4 separate regions of the Sus scrofa genome follow, and all the other regions are linked to region 1. A link is a contact called in public HiChIP or PLAC-seq data. All regions are on one chromosome and are shown on one strand. The core of a region is the stretch at or near the end of the contact, and the rest is flanking DNA. Distances in the headings are between cores, read along the strand shown.

The links. HiChIP or PLAC-seq counts read pairs in DNA pulled down with a chosen protein or histone mark.
Region 2: a contact with region 1 is called in an H3K27ac HiChIP or PLAC-seq map of alveolar macrophages. The contact joins two enhancer-like sites. A contact is called at or near these places in 1 of 47 Hi-C or Micro-C datasets (embryonic fibroblasts) and 1 of 2 datasets of contacts at active chromatin or transcription factors (alveolar macrophages).
Region 3: a contact with region 1 is called in an H3K27ac HiChIP or PLAC-seq map of alveolar macrophages. The contact joins two enhancer-like sites. A contact is called at or near these places in 1 of 5 promoter capture datasets (fetal liver), 3 of 47 Hi-C or Micro-C datasets (brain, embryonic fibroblasts and fetal skeletal muscle) and 1 of 2 datasets of contacts at active chromatin or transcription factors (alveolar macrophages).
Region 4: an H3K27ac HiChIP or PLAC-seq map of alveolar macrophages shows a contact between it and region 1. The contact joins two enhancer-like sites. A contact is called at or near these places in 1 of 5 promoter capture datasets (liver), 18 of 47 Hi-C or Micro-C datasets (alveolar macrophages, embryonic fibroblasts, epiblast stem cells and 10 more) and 2 of 2 datasets of contacts at active chromatin or transcription factors (alveolar macrophages and skeletal muscle).

What each region holds. Positions count from the first base shown.
Region 1 is chr18:29,140,309-29,143,335 of Sscrofa11.1, forward strand. It overlaps ST7 (suppression of tumorigenicity 7), which reads right to left. Exons shown (of 15, transcript NM_001123198.1): 2 at 2,570-2,652. Among named protein-coding and RNA genes, the nearest start is that of ST7, 140 kb to the right of the region's middle. Within about 2 kb of position 1,468, at least 8 of the 83 cell types and tissues checked have an H3K27ac peak or open chromatin away from gene starts, as enhancers often do. A contact at or near this core is called in alveolar macrophages, where this site is marked.
Region 2 is chr18:29,394,199-29,397,225 of Sscrofa11.1, forward strand. No RefSeq gene overlaps it. Among named protein-coding and RNA genes, the nearest start is that of CAPZA2, 31 kb to the left of the region's middle. Within about 2 kb of position 1,548, at least 1 of the 83 cell types and tissues checked has an H3K27ac peak or open chromatin away from gene starts, as enhancers often do. A contact at or near this core is called in alveolar macrophages, where this site is marked.
Region 3 is chr18:29,375,226-29,378,252 of Sscrofa11.1, forward strand. No RefSeq gene overlaps it. Among named protein-coding and RNA genes, the nearest start is that of CAPZA2, 12 kb to the left of the region's middle. Within about 2 kb of position 1,601, at least 11 of the 83 cell types and tissues checked have an H3K27ac peak or open chromatin away from gene starts, as enhancers often do. A contact at or near this core is called in alveolar macrophages, where this site is marked.
Region 4 is chr18:29,303,707-29,306,733 of Sscrofa11.1, forward strand. No RefSeq gene overlaps it. Among named protein-coding and RNA genes, the nearest start is that of ST7, 20 kb to the left of the region's middle. Within about 2 kb of position 1,400, at least 8 of the 83 cell types and tissues checked have an H3K27ac peak or open chromatin away from gene starts, as enhancers often do. A contact at or near this core is called in alveolar macrophages, where this site is marked.

The DNA.
Region 1 (3,027 bases), core at 218-2,717:
GGCACAGGAACCATAAGGGAAGAGTGAGAAGTAGGTGGCATGACAAACTCATTGCTGGCTTTCAACTTGTGAAATTAAGAATGAGCAGTGATATCTAGTAAAATACACATTGCTGAGTCCTCACTTACTAAACACATTAGTATAAAAGCATTTCAAACACATTTTATTTCTATGTATGTTTGTTCAGTTAATTGATATTTCCTTCAAAAGTGAAATAGTAGGGTTTTTTTTTTCTGTTTGTGTCATAATTATTAGAATCATAGTCAAGTGCCATTAAAATGGTTCAGACATCACATTGCATCATAATTTCAGACTCCAGTGTGGGAATCTTGAGGTCCCCAAACAACCAATTTCCTCAGGGACAGTCCTGCACTTTCAATGTTCACAGCTTGGCTCTCTTGACATTGCTCAGGGAACACCAGTTAGGTAATTGTCTCTCCAGTGCCAGGAAACGAACCACTAAGAAGTTCTATACACACAGCTATTTTGCAAAAAATATCTTATCGTTTACCAATGTTGCCTCTCCATGAAATGCACACGGCATAAAAGAACAGAGTCTAAATAGAAACCTCAACTCTGAGTGCATTTCAAGGGCTAGCAAAGCTGAACCCCCCAAGGCTGGATAATACCAGTGTCAATAATATCTAAAGCAGAAACCTAAAGCTATCAAGAGCTATTCCCATATTGCAGTGACTTCGTTCTCAGTACAGACCAAGCATTTTTGAGAAGACCTTCCAAAATCTTCACACATCAGAGGTTTTCCTTTCCTCAAAGTTTTACGTCAGTCAGAAGTATCCTTTGCTTCCTAAGAATGCTGCTGGATAACATCAAATAACACATCAGGCTTCAGCAGCTGCACTCCACACACAGGAGAAAGCCTTGCCAGCCTGGATTTGCAAAGGTGGTCACGGTCTAAGGAAATCCCTTCATTTGGAGGGTAAGAGAAGTAAGCCGATGGGATGTCACCATCCCTGACTGAGAAGGGAAAATGACTGTTGGTCCTAGAAAACCAGAGTGAAAGGAAATAACCCACTTTCTGGTAATTTATTTATAGCCTAGTGAACCCATACCAAGATACTACTAGAATAAAATCCAGACCTGCCACTTATTCAGCAAGCTAGAAAAACAGCCGAGGAGTTCCCATAGTGGCTCAGCGGTTAGCAACCTGACTAAGATTCATGAGGATGCGAGTTCAATTCCTGACCTTGCTCAGTGGGTTAAGGATCTGGCCTTGCCATGGGCTGTGGTGTAGGTCTCAGACACAGCTCAGATCTGGTATTGCTGTGGCTGTGATGTAGGCCAGCAGCTGTAGCTCTGATTCGACCCCTAGCCTGGGAACCTCCATGTGCTGCCAGTGCAGCCCTAAAAAGCAAAAAACAAAACAAAACAAAAAAAAAAACAGCTGAGAACTTAACCAGAGAGGCAGGAAAATGAGTGACAAAAGCACAGGCTCTGGTTCAAGACAGTCTGGGCTGAAATCCTGCTCCACCATTCGTCAGTATGTGATCTAAGGCAAGTTTTGTATTAGTACAATGGAAACAACACTAGCAATTACGTCATTATATTTGTTGTCCCTGTCTCTATAGTAATAGGTAATCACAGCATTATGTGTAGAGAAAAAAAAAAAAAAGCTTTCTAAAACCTTTCTCCTTAAAGGTCCTTAATATACTTACATTAGACTGATTCCACTATTTTAGATGGCCCCTTTTAAGGTTATTTAAAGAAAATGACTGCAGATGTTATAACTTATTATACCTATAACTATTTTAGAGCATAAGGTAATGGAGCCTGAGCAATATCATTATCATATTGCTTTTTGCCCATTTGGGATATTTTTAAGGGGGCAATGGGGAAATATATGTAAATTTTAAAAGAAAAAGAGATGAAGGAGAAAAAAGCTTAGAATTTCCACATCCACATTAGTACATTTAAAGAAACTGAGCTATACTTCTACTGACCTTATGTCCAATAATCAATTTGGAAAAGGGTGATGAAAAACATTTTAGTTTAAGTCACACTTATTTTATAGCATCTTAGACACTGGAGTTTGACACAAATTATGTCTTCCTTTATTTTCCATTTTGTTTTGCCCTTCAACAAAAGTAAAATATGATTGTTTAAATTTTTTTTCAAATATTTTAAAAACATATAACCTGGAGAGTAAAAGGCCTCTATTGGTCCCCCAATCCAACACATACACACACACAATCACTGTAAGATGCTGGTGTATATTCTTCCAGAATTTTTTCATATTACATATTAATAGTCAGCAGGTGTTTTGTTTTGTTTTGTTTGCCTTTTCTAGGGCCACTCCCACGGCATATGGAGGTTCCCAGGCTAGGGGTCCAATCGGAGATGTAGCCGCCGGCCTACGCCAGAGCCACAGTAACGCGGGATCCGAGCTGTGTCTGCAACCTACACCACAGCTCACGGCAACGCCGGATCGTTAACCCACTGAGCAAGGGCAAGGATCGAACCAGCAACCTCATGGTTCCTAGTTAGATTCATTAACCACTGCGCCACGACGGGAACTCCAGTTTTTTTAAATAGGAAGAAGTCCACCACTTACCAAAATAAGCCCTGATATTAGTGAGGAAGTGCCTGTCAGGGCCACGTAGAACTTCGGTGTCAGTGTGTTCAAAAACATGCTTACTGAAAAAAAAAAGAGAGAGGGAAAGAAGAGGGAACATATGAATACGTCATCAATAAAACCAACTCACATTTTTCTTTCTGGTGTAATTCTTAGAATCATAGTCAAGTGCCATTAAAATGGTTCAGCATTATACAGTCTTGGAATAGTAGGTTCAAGTTATATATTCTAAAAGACAACAACTACATACAAAGAGAAGGAGCAGCTTTTTCATTTCTACCTCCCAAAACTATCGTTGTGAAGATTTTCAGATTCACAGCCAGTGAGGAGTCAAATCAAAGCTGGTTACTAAACTGTTAGGCAAGAATAGAAGATGTCCTAACATGTTTGTGGGACCCACACATCAGAGTCCTTGACGAGCTAACAAGTAGCATTTC
Region 2 (3,027 bases), core at 298-2,797, 250 kb after region 1:
GGAAGCTTTCCACCCTTGACCCAGCTGAATACCCCGGAAGAAGAAAGACTCCTTTCCTGGCAAGGACTCATCCAATGAAAAGCCGGGGACTTTTTCTTTACTATGGCCCTCCCAACTTCCTTTTCCTCTCTCTAAATGTGCTCTCCTTCCCTTGCCTTGTGGGAACTTGCATGTGGCTTGCCACGGCTGCAGATCCTGAATTGCAATTCTCCACGGATTTCAAATAAATCCATTTTTGCTGGAGAAGTAACTGGCAGACTATTTGTATACGGTCAATAATAGTAATATACATATGTTTCTGTTCTGATTTTAAAATAAATGAAAATTAAAACATTTTGGTGAGGCTTTAAAAGTATCATGGGCCGTAGGCACTGTGTCTAATGTGTAAGTCATTCGTTGTGGGTCTGCCTGTTAGACCAACCACACACATCTGTCATGAGAAAAGTACTTCTTAGACATGGAGCTGTCTAAATTCCTAAGAAGGATAAAAATATTTTCTGCCTTGAATTTGCAAAGCATCTCCCTTTCTCTGATACTACATTAACATTCAGCACAGGAATTAATTCAATTTGTTCATTCCCCTCCCTGCTGCTTTCCAAATTATGCTCATTTGGATTAGTCATGAATTAAAGAAAAGGGTATAATATTTTAATGGCTGCGCCCTTAATTACAAAAAAAGGAGCCTTGAGACTCTTACTCTGGGAAGAACTTGATTACATTTTTAGTCAAGGGCCTATAGTTCTACAGGTATTTTGTTCTTACAGTTACAATAATATATAAAACAGATGTAAGTGGAGCCACTTTGGCTGACGTGAGGACTGGGATCTTGCCTGCAGTTTCTTCTCTGTAACCCTCACCCCACCCCTGAGCCTCCAAAACCTCTGAGGAATATCACAAGTCTGCAGAAACCAATTTGGAAGCCAGCAGTTGAACCCATAACCTCCACCACACTTCACATACAAGGAACAAGAGGGCCAGAGGGTGTGATTATGTCTTCTGTTTTTTAAATCATAAACTTTGATGTGTTTCCAGGTATTAGAACTAGGTTTCTTATTCTAGAATTAGAATAGAATTAGCCTGCTTATTAGCTTGGATACTTGCCTTCCTTCCAGACAGAATGGTTAGTCACTTTGTTACTCTGAATACTTTTGATCCCAGAACCACACCCTGATTTCCTGGAGAAAAAAAGACCGGAATGGAATTGTCAAGGAAAACAATGCCCTACTACCCAGGAAGAGATAATAATAGCAAATAGGTACTTAGAACATCTTGGGTCAAGTCCTGTTCTAAACATTTGACTTGGGCTAGTTCTATCGATTTTTCATGGTAGTGCTATGAGGTGGGTGCCATCTTTTCCATGTTTAAGGCACAGAGGATTTCAGTATCTTGTCCAAGGTCTCTAGTTTCTCAGTTGTGGAGGCAGACCATGGATCCAGCCAATCTGCCTGTAGGGTCAATTTCATAGCTTCTCTGTTATGGGGATAGTTCTAAGGTTTCCACCCCAGTGTTGACATATTCTGCCTCAGAGAACAGATTTCCCTTTTCTTTTTCACTTAGTTTCTGTTGCTGTTCTAAGAAATGAAGACATCGTCAACATCCTTCCTTATTTACCGACACTGTACATCTTACCCTCTTAAAATCCATCTGCAGAAATAACTTCAGGTCATGATCCTCATTATTTCTCATTTTTGTGTGTATAGGGAGCAACTGAGATATAGAACTTGGGGCTCAGGGTGGAATCAGAGTGAGAGCCAGGGTTAGGCTGTCTCTGGTCCTTAGAGTCCTGCCGCCTGTCACCGCATACATAGCCTTTTCCACCAAGGCATGGCCTCCATGACCAGATGCAGCATTGGCATCCCAGAACTGAGCCCTCTACTTGACCAATAAGTCGTTCTGCACTTCTGCCTAGAGAGCTGTGCAATACCCACTTCCTGTCATCACGGAGGTTGATATTTTCCATCTTTGGGAGGCAGCTGAGCGTTCAGACAGCAGATAGTCTCTGGGGCCAAACTGTTTAGATTCAGTGCTTGACCTACTACAAGATGGGAAACGATGAGAAAATGATTCAATTCACCTGTGTCTTCATTTTCTTATCACTAAAATGGGAATAATTGTAGCACCTACCTCATTTAGCTATTGTGCAGAATGAATGATACAATACACATAAAGCACTTAAGACAGTGCCTGGTTCATAGTGGAGGACTAATAAATAGCATTTATTATGACAAGATGGTCAGTAGCAAGAGAGAAAACAAAATTTCTTATTATCATATGAGCGTTATTTCAAGGCTAGAATTCTCAAGGTATCTTTCATTACCACACTGGACCCTCTTCTGTTGTTTTCTATTTTATAATCAAAGGAACATAGATTTCTCGGACTCAGAATAAAAGTCCTCATCCACATTTGTTCCCTGCAGTTGGTGGGGACAGAACAGAGGCCTGATATGCAACTTCTTGGGAGTTGTTAAGCTTAACTCATCTCCTGATGCTGACTCCACTATGTCTATTAATCAGGGTAGTCTGAGTAATATTACCCAATCACACCTGATTTACTGGTTTCGTCTCTTCCAGCAGAAAGCCCACATATTACTCTATGGACAGACACCCAAATCAGTGTTCAGTTTTCTTCCACATCCTATCTCATCATATTAAGTTCCTGACTTTGTCCTGTCTTGTCTGAGATTCTGTACCACTCCTAAACTGTTTCCTTGTACAGCTTGGCCTTCCTGCTTTATCCATTTTTTTCCTTTAAGACAATGTTTATTATGAAAAATACCACATACAAACCGGTGTTGTGGTGGACACTGTGATGTGCTGCCTAATCCCTTTCAGGAATAATGGACCTAGTTGAAGCTGCTAGCAGCGTGGCTAGCAAAAAGCCCTCATTTTTCAGCCCCCTGTGAATGGCCTCAACTGAAGAGAGCTGGTTTGTTCAAGGTCAAAGACTTTCTCTCGAGGGTGGCTTGCATTCAATTACTACTCAGCATAGATATATGAAGACCTGTCCCTGTCACCAAATCAGGTCAA
Region 3 (3,027 bases), core at 351-2,850, 240 kb after region 1:
CAGAGTCAAATACCACTGCCCCTCTTCCCCTTCCACTGAGGCATTTGGACTGAATTACACCACAGGCTGGCCTGGTTCTCTAACTTACATTTGGCAGATCAGCAGATGGTGGGACTTCTTGGCCTCCATAACCACATAAACCAATTGGTATAATAAATAAATATATATATATGTGTATATATAAAATATATCTATGTAGTCCATTGGTACTGATTCTCTGGGAACCCTAATACAGTAACATTTAAAAGTTCCTTTCATTGATAAAGGATAATGGTGATTTTCCTCTTGGATAATAATCAACTTTTTATTATTTTGTTTTTTTGCTTTTTTAGGGCCACACCAACGGCATATGGAAGTTCCCAGGCAAGGGGTTGAATCGGAGCTGCAGCTGTCAGCCTACGCCACAGCCACAGCCATATCTGTAGCCTATACCACAGCTCATGGCAATGCCGGATCCCCAATCCCCAATGCCAGGGATTGAACCTGCATCCTCATGTATATGACTCAGATTCATTTCTGCTGCACCACAAAGGGAACTCCATTTTTTGTTTTTAATCACATACAAGGCTTATTCTTTAAAATGTAATAGTAATTCTTTAGTTTTCTAGTACCATTCTGTTAAAGTAATTCCTAGGATTAGACTTCTGATTAAATCCAGTACTCATGAGATGCAAAGAATGTATAAAGTTGCAAGGCATATTTTAATCAAGTTTGGTCTTCCCTTGCCCCTAGCCATCTTATCCTAGAGTTAAAAAGAAAGCTTAAGATTCACTTTCACTTCTCTTGAAAAGATGGTGATGAGTGCAAAAGAAAGAAAAAAAAGTACTTGAACATTTGCATAATTTAAGTTGTGTAAACAAACCCTGGAATGTTCACATCTTCTACTTAAGCAAAATACTAAATTTATTTTTAATTTTAGTGAAGAAATAAGAATATATTTAAAAAGTTATGAAACTCATATTGGCGCCAGATTAAGCAAGCACTGTAAATTAAGGCAACAGCTTCACTGTGTTGAAGCATCTTGCAGTTTGCTTGTGTAACCGGGACTGCTCTGGGGACCAAGGCAATAGTTCGCCTGAACAGCCTCAGAAGAATTTGCTGCAACTTAATTTTGTATGCAAATCAAACAGGCAAACTCAGCAGATCTGAGATGGGAACAAACAATTATATTTCTACCCTTACAAGTCACAAGGAGGTTACATTTCAAAAATATTATTCTGCATTTTACTGTGCTTATTTTTCCATATAAAAGCCTTTTGTGAGGTAAACAGAGAATGTTGAGGAAGCTGAGACTCTATGTAATTAGAATTTTCTTCTGGATTTTTTGACTGCAAATTCAAAATTGTTTTCACTTGAGTCTAGAGCCTACTGGGAGACAAGAAAGGCCTTCTGAAGCTTTCTCTGGCTGGGCAGGAGGAGGCTGAAGCCAGGGGTGTGAGACTGTGGGGGTACAGAGAGGAGAGAAAATCAAGCAGAAAGAGGGAAAGACGAGTTCTTTTTTTTTCCCTTCTGTGGCTCACAGAAAATGGGAAACTGCAGGGGAACCAGAACCTCTGTGGTTAAAGGAAGTGAGTGCAGGCAGAAACATCAGTAGCCTGAAAGATCTTTAACCCTAACTTGACACAAGTCCCAGAGACCAGGAAATCCATGCCCAAGCCTTGGGAGAGGTGTCTGTACACAAATCCACAATGCAGAGTGAAGGGTGGTGGGGCACTGGAAGCAACATGACTGAAATGAAGAGTTGGTGAAGCATTGGAGAGAATACCCAGTTGTGTTTTAAAATGCTCTTACAATATTTTTCTCTAAAAGTGCTATAAAAGGAAATAAACTGGAATGAGATGGTAACTAGGGGAGACTACTCAGGTGGCCAGGGAAAGCCTCTCTGAGGAATGGCGTATGAGCTGAGGCCTGATGGGTGAAAATCTGCCAGCCAAGTAAATGGAGATGCAAAGCAGGAAGAGGGAAAGAAACACAAGGGGAAGAAATGGGTCAGTGCTGGTTTGCACTCTAATAGCACCACGTAGTCTTGCTTCGTAGCTTACTGTACAAGAGGAAGGGTGAACAGCTATAATCATGTTGGAGAAACGTGTTAGAGAAATGGGTAGAATTCAATTTACAGGGACCAAAACATGTAATAAGGTCCCTTATGACCTTGTCTTAGTCAACAGTTAATGATATTTTCTTATCCCTTACCTTGCTTGATTTGTACCAAACATACTTCTGACACCTTCTTTCAAATTCTCCTTTCCCAAACACTGCTTTGTCTTATAAGGAGCCTTAAAAATGATCTATATCGGCTGTTTCCAAAGCTGATGGCAATTCAGAATTACTTGAGGGGGAAGTTCCTAGGTAGCCCAGTGGGTTAAAGATCCAGCGTCAACACTGCTGTGGCACAGGTTCTACCTCTGGCCCCTGGGAAGTTTCACCTGCGGTGGGCGTGGCAAAAAAAGCTAGCGCGAACAAGCAAGAGAGAATTGCCTGGGGGATCTTGTTACAGATTCTTCAGGTCATGGGTGGAGGGCAGGCATTTGCATTTTGATTCAGATGCAGGTTTAGTACCCTGATCTTGATCTGTAATTTCCAAATGATTCAGCAAAACATTAGTTCTAGGAGATGTTATCAGCACTCCAAGAATAAAGATTCACTTGTCAAATAAGCCTGAGAGACTTAGATTCTTTTCTCAGCATTTCATTAACCAGCCTAGGACAAAGGTTCTAGGATATACTGAAGTGCCTAACAGTTAAATAATAGAATCATATTAGATACTTTTTTTTTTTTTTTTTGTCTTTTTGCTATTTCTTTGGGCCGCTCCCGCGGCATATGGAGGTTCCCAGGCTAGGGTCGAATCGGAGCTGTTGCACCGCTACGCCAGAGCCACAGCAATCCGAGCCATGTCTGCAACCTACACCACTCACGGCAACGCGATCGTTACCCACTGAGCAGGGCAGGACCGAACCCGCAACCTCACGTTCTAGTCGGATTCGTTAACCACTGCGCCACGACGGGAACTCCCATATTAGATACTTT
Region 4 (3,027 bases), core at 150-2,649, 160 kb after region 1:
AGGATGCAGGTTTGATCCCTGGTCTCGTTCAGTGAGTCGGGGATCCAGTGTTGCCCTGAGCTGTGGTGTAGGTCACAGATGCGGCTAGGATCCCCGTGGCTGTGGCTGTGACTACGGCTGTGGCGAGGCTGGTAGCTGTGGCTCCGACTGGACCCCTGGCCTGGGAACCTCCATATGCCTCGGATACAGCCCTAAAAAGTAAAACAAAAAAAAACAAACAAACAAAAACCTTCAAATTGATTCACCACAGAAAGGACCAAGGTAACACGAGACTGTTGTAGGTAACATGAATGGAATAAGCGCCTTGGTTGGAGAGGGGCAGGGAGGACTACTTTAGCTAGGTTGTTTGGGAAAGATGTCTCTGAGGAGGTGAGATTTGTTCTGAGACTTGAGGAGAAAATGGAGGCCATGTGACAGCTGAAGCAGGGGAAGTGGGGGTGAGCTGAGAACCAGGGGAGAAAGAACAGCATGTACAATGGCCCAGAGTTAGACAGCACTGAATACATTCCAGAAACAGAAAGGAGGCCAGTGTAGAGGGGCCAGGAGGGAAAGAAAGAAGTGGTACAATGCCTGAGGAGGCAGACAGAGGTCCTGTTAATAAGAGGGTGCTAAAGACTTTTAGTGAGGAAGGGAAACGACAAGATATGCATCATAAAAAAGACCACTCTGCTGTGGCAATATAGGAAATAGATTGGAGAGAAATAAAAGTAGAAGCCAAAAACCAGAAAGGTTGTTTCCACAGTCTAGGTGCTTTGCATTAGTGTGATGACATTGGGAGCAGAAGTGTTTCCTTTATACACATCACTAACTGGCATTTTCTTATTTACTTGCTTAGTGCCTCTCTCTCCCCTAGCTAGTAAGGAGTTTTATTGTCTAACCCTCTACTGCTTTGCCAAATACCTAAACAGTGTCTGCCAATGGGAGGAGGTGGAGAAAAATGTGTTAAACGAAAGAATTAAGATTTAAAAAAATAATTTAACCCTAATGGTGGGGTTCTGCAAAATTTTTTTTCTATAGCATATGTTGAAACATTACTCAGATCAGGAAACAATAGATTATGGGGAACATGAACTCTCTTAAATTGTATGATATGAAGTATGCATATGTTGAGAGAGCAAGAGAGAGAGATATGGATGTACAGACACACATGCATTTTTCTGAGAAGAGGGATCATGCTTTCCTAAGACTTTTAAGTGAGTCCTTGATGTCAAAGACAGGAAAGGCTGTACTCTGGCTTAAATATCTCAAAAAAAATTTTTTACAAGCATTAGTAGGCAATCCCCTAATTTATTACTAAGCATTTCCACATCATAAGTGTCCTTTCCTTAGACGGTAACTGAAACATTTATTTCCTAGAACTAGCACTATCCTGATGAGTAACAGCCAAGTCATGACAAGCCCAGGTGCTCCACGTGGTCTGACAAAGCACATGGTAGCCTGACTTCCGCCTTTTCAATATCTCTGGGAACTATTTGCCTGAAATGAGAACAGTGACACCTGCTGGTTTGCCTCAGGAACTGCCGCCTTAACCACTGGTGAAACATTCAGAAATATCCCACTCAAGCACATGTTCAGAAGCATAAACTGCTTTTCCTTTCAAGTAGAATTTTGAAACCTCAGTGACAGCATTTTTGACTACAAAATATGCCAAACATATAATTAAAAGGGAAAAAGCAGAGAGAGAGAAAAGTACTTGTAACCATTAGTAATGGTTTCTTATGTGGTCAAAAATGTTAGAAGTTTTGGTATCGGAAATGGCAGTCTTTCCCTTCATGACTTCTGAGAGCTTTTTGTTTGTTTGTTTGTTTTGGTAAGGTTTTCTTTAACTTAAGACTATTAGTTCCAAAAACATTCACCATTTGATCTGGCTAGATCTTCAGCCCCTTTGGAATTATTATTATTACTTATATATCAGATGGGATGGGAATAGGAGTAGGTCTCCACCTTTTAGTATTAGGTTAAACTGTACCTAAGAAGAAACAACAGCAGTGGCTTAAATAAGATAGGGGTTTATTTCTCTGTTAGGTAAAAGACTACATAGACGGTTCAAGCTGGTTATGGTAAAGAGTGAAAAATAGGGTTTATACACCATGTGTGCTTGGACTCAATGGCCCAAAGGGGTGGTAGTAAAGTTTCAGGGAAGAGGAAGAAGGAAAAAAGGGAGTACAGAGGCTCAGATCAGTTGGGAAGTTCCCAGGAGTTACCCTACAAGACTTTCACTTAACCAATTAGCCAACATTTAGTCACATAGCTCTTAGGGAAGCTGGGAAAAGTAGTCTTTACCTGCAAGAGCAGCTGAGCCACTAAAAAAAGGTTATTAGGGGGAAACTAGCTATTTCTGCCACATGTTATCCCTATGACCTATGCAAATGCACCTTTCTTATCATGCAGAGTAATATATCCCTCACCAAGGCAGACACCCCAAATACCCATCCGCTCAGTGCAGTCAAACTATAAACTGAAAGATGTTATCTGCTCCAGTATACCCACTGTGAAATGGAGACACAGGAATAGAATAATTACAATTCAAAAAATAGAACACACACACACACAGGAGTTCCCATCGTGGCGCAGAGGAAATGAATCAGATTAGGAACCATGAGGTTGTGGGTTGGATTCCTGGCCTCACTCAGTGGGTTAAGGATCCAGCGTTGCCGTGAGCTGTGGTGTAGGTTGCAAACATGGCTCAGATCTGGTGCTGCTGTGGCTGTGGCGTAGGCCAGCAGCTACAGCTCCAATTAGACCCCTAGCCTGGGACTCTCCATATGCCACGGGTGTGGCCCTCAAAAAGACAAAAAAAAAAAAAAAAAAAAAAAAAACGAACAAAACGGAAAATACATACTGCCATTGCTTATCAAATATCACTCTGAGGAAATTTCAAGGTGTCGTCACGCTGTCTGTAGGATTTGATCCTTGGTTAGTCCATGGGGCATCCCCTGATTCTGCTCTTCGGGAAGAACTTACCCATTCTCCCCAGGAAGGATTTTCATTTTCCGTCATCCTTCTTGGCTACAACTGGGATTGCAC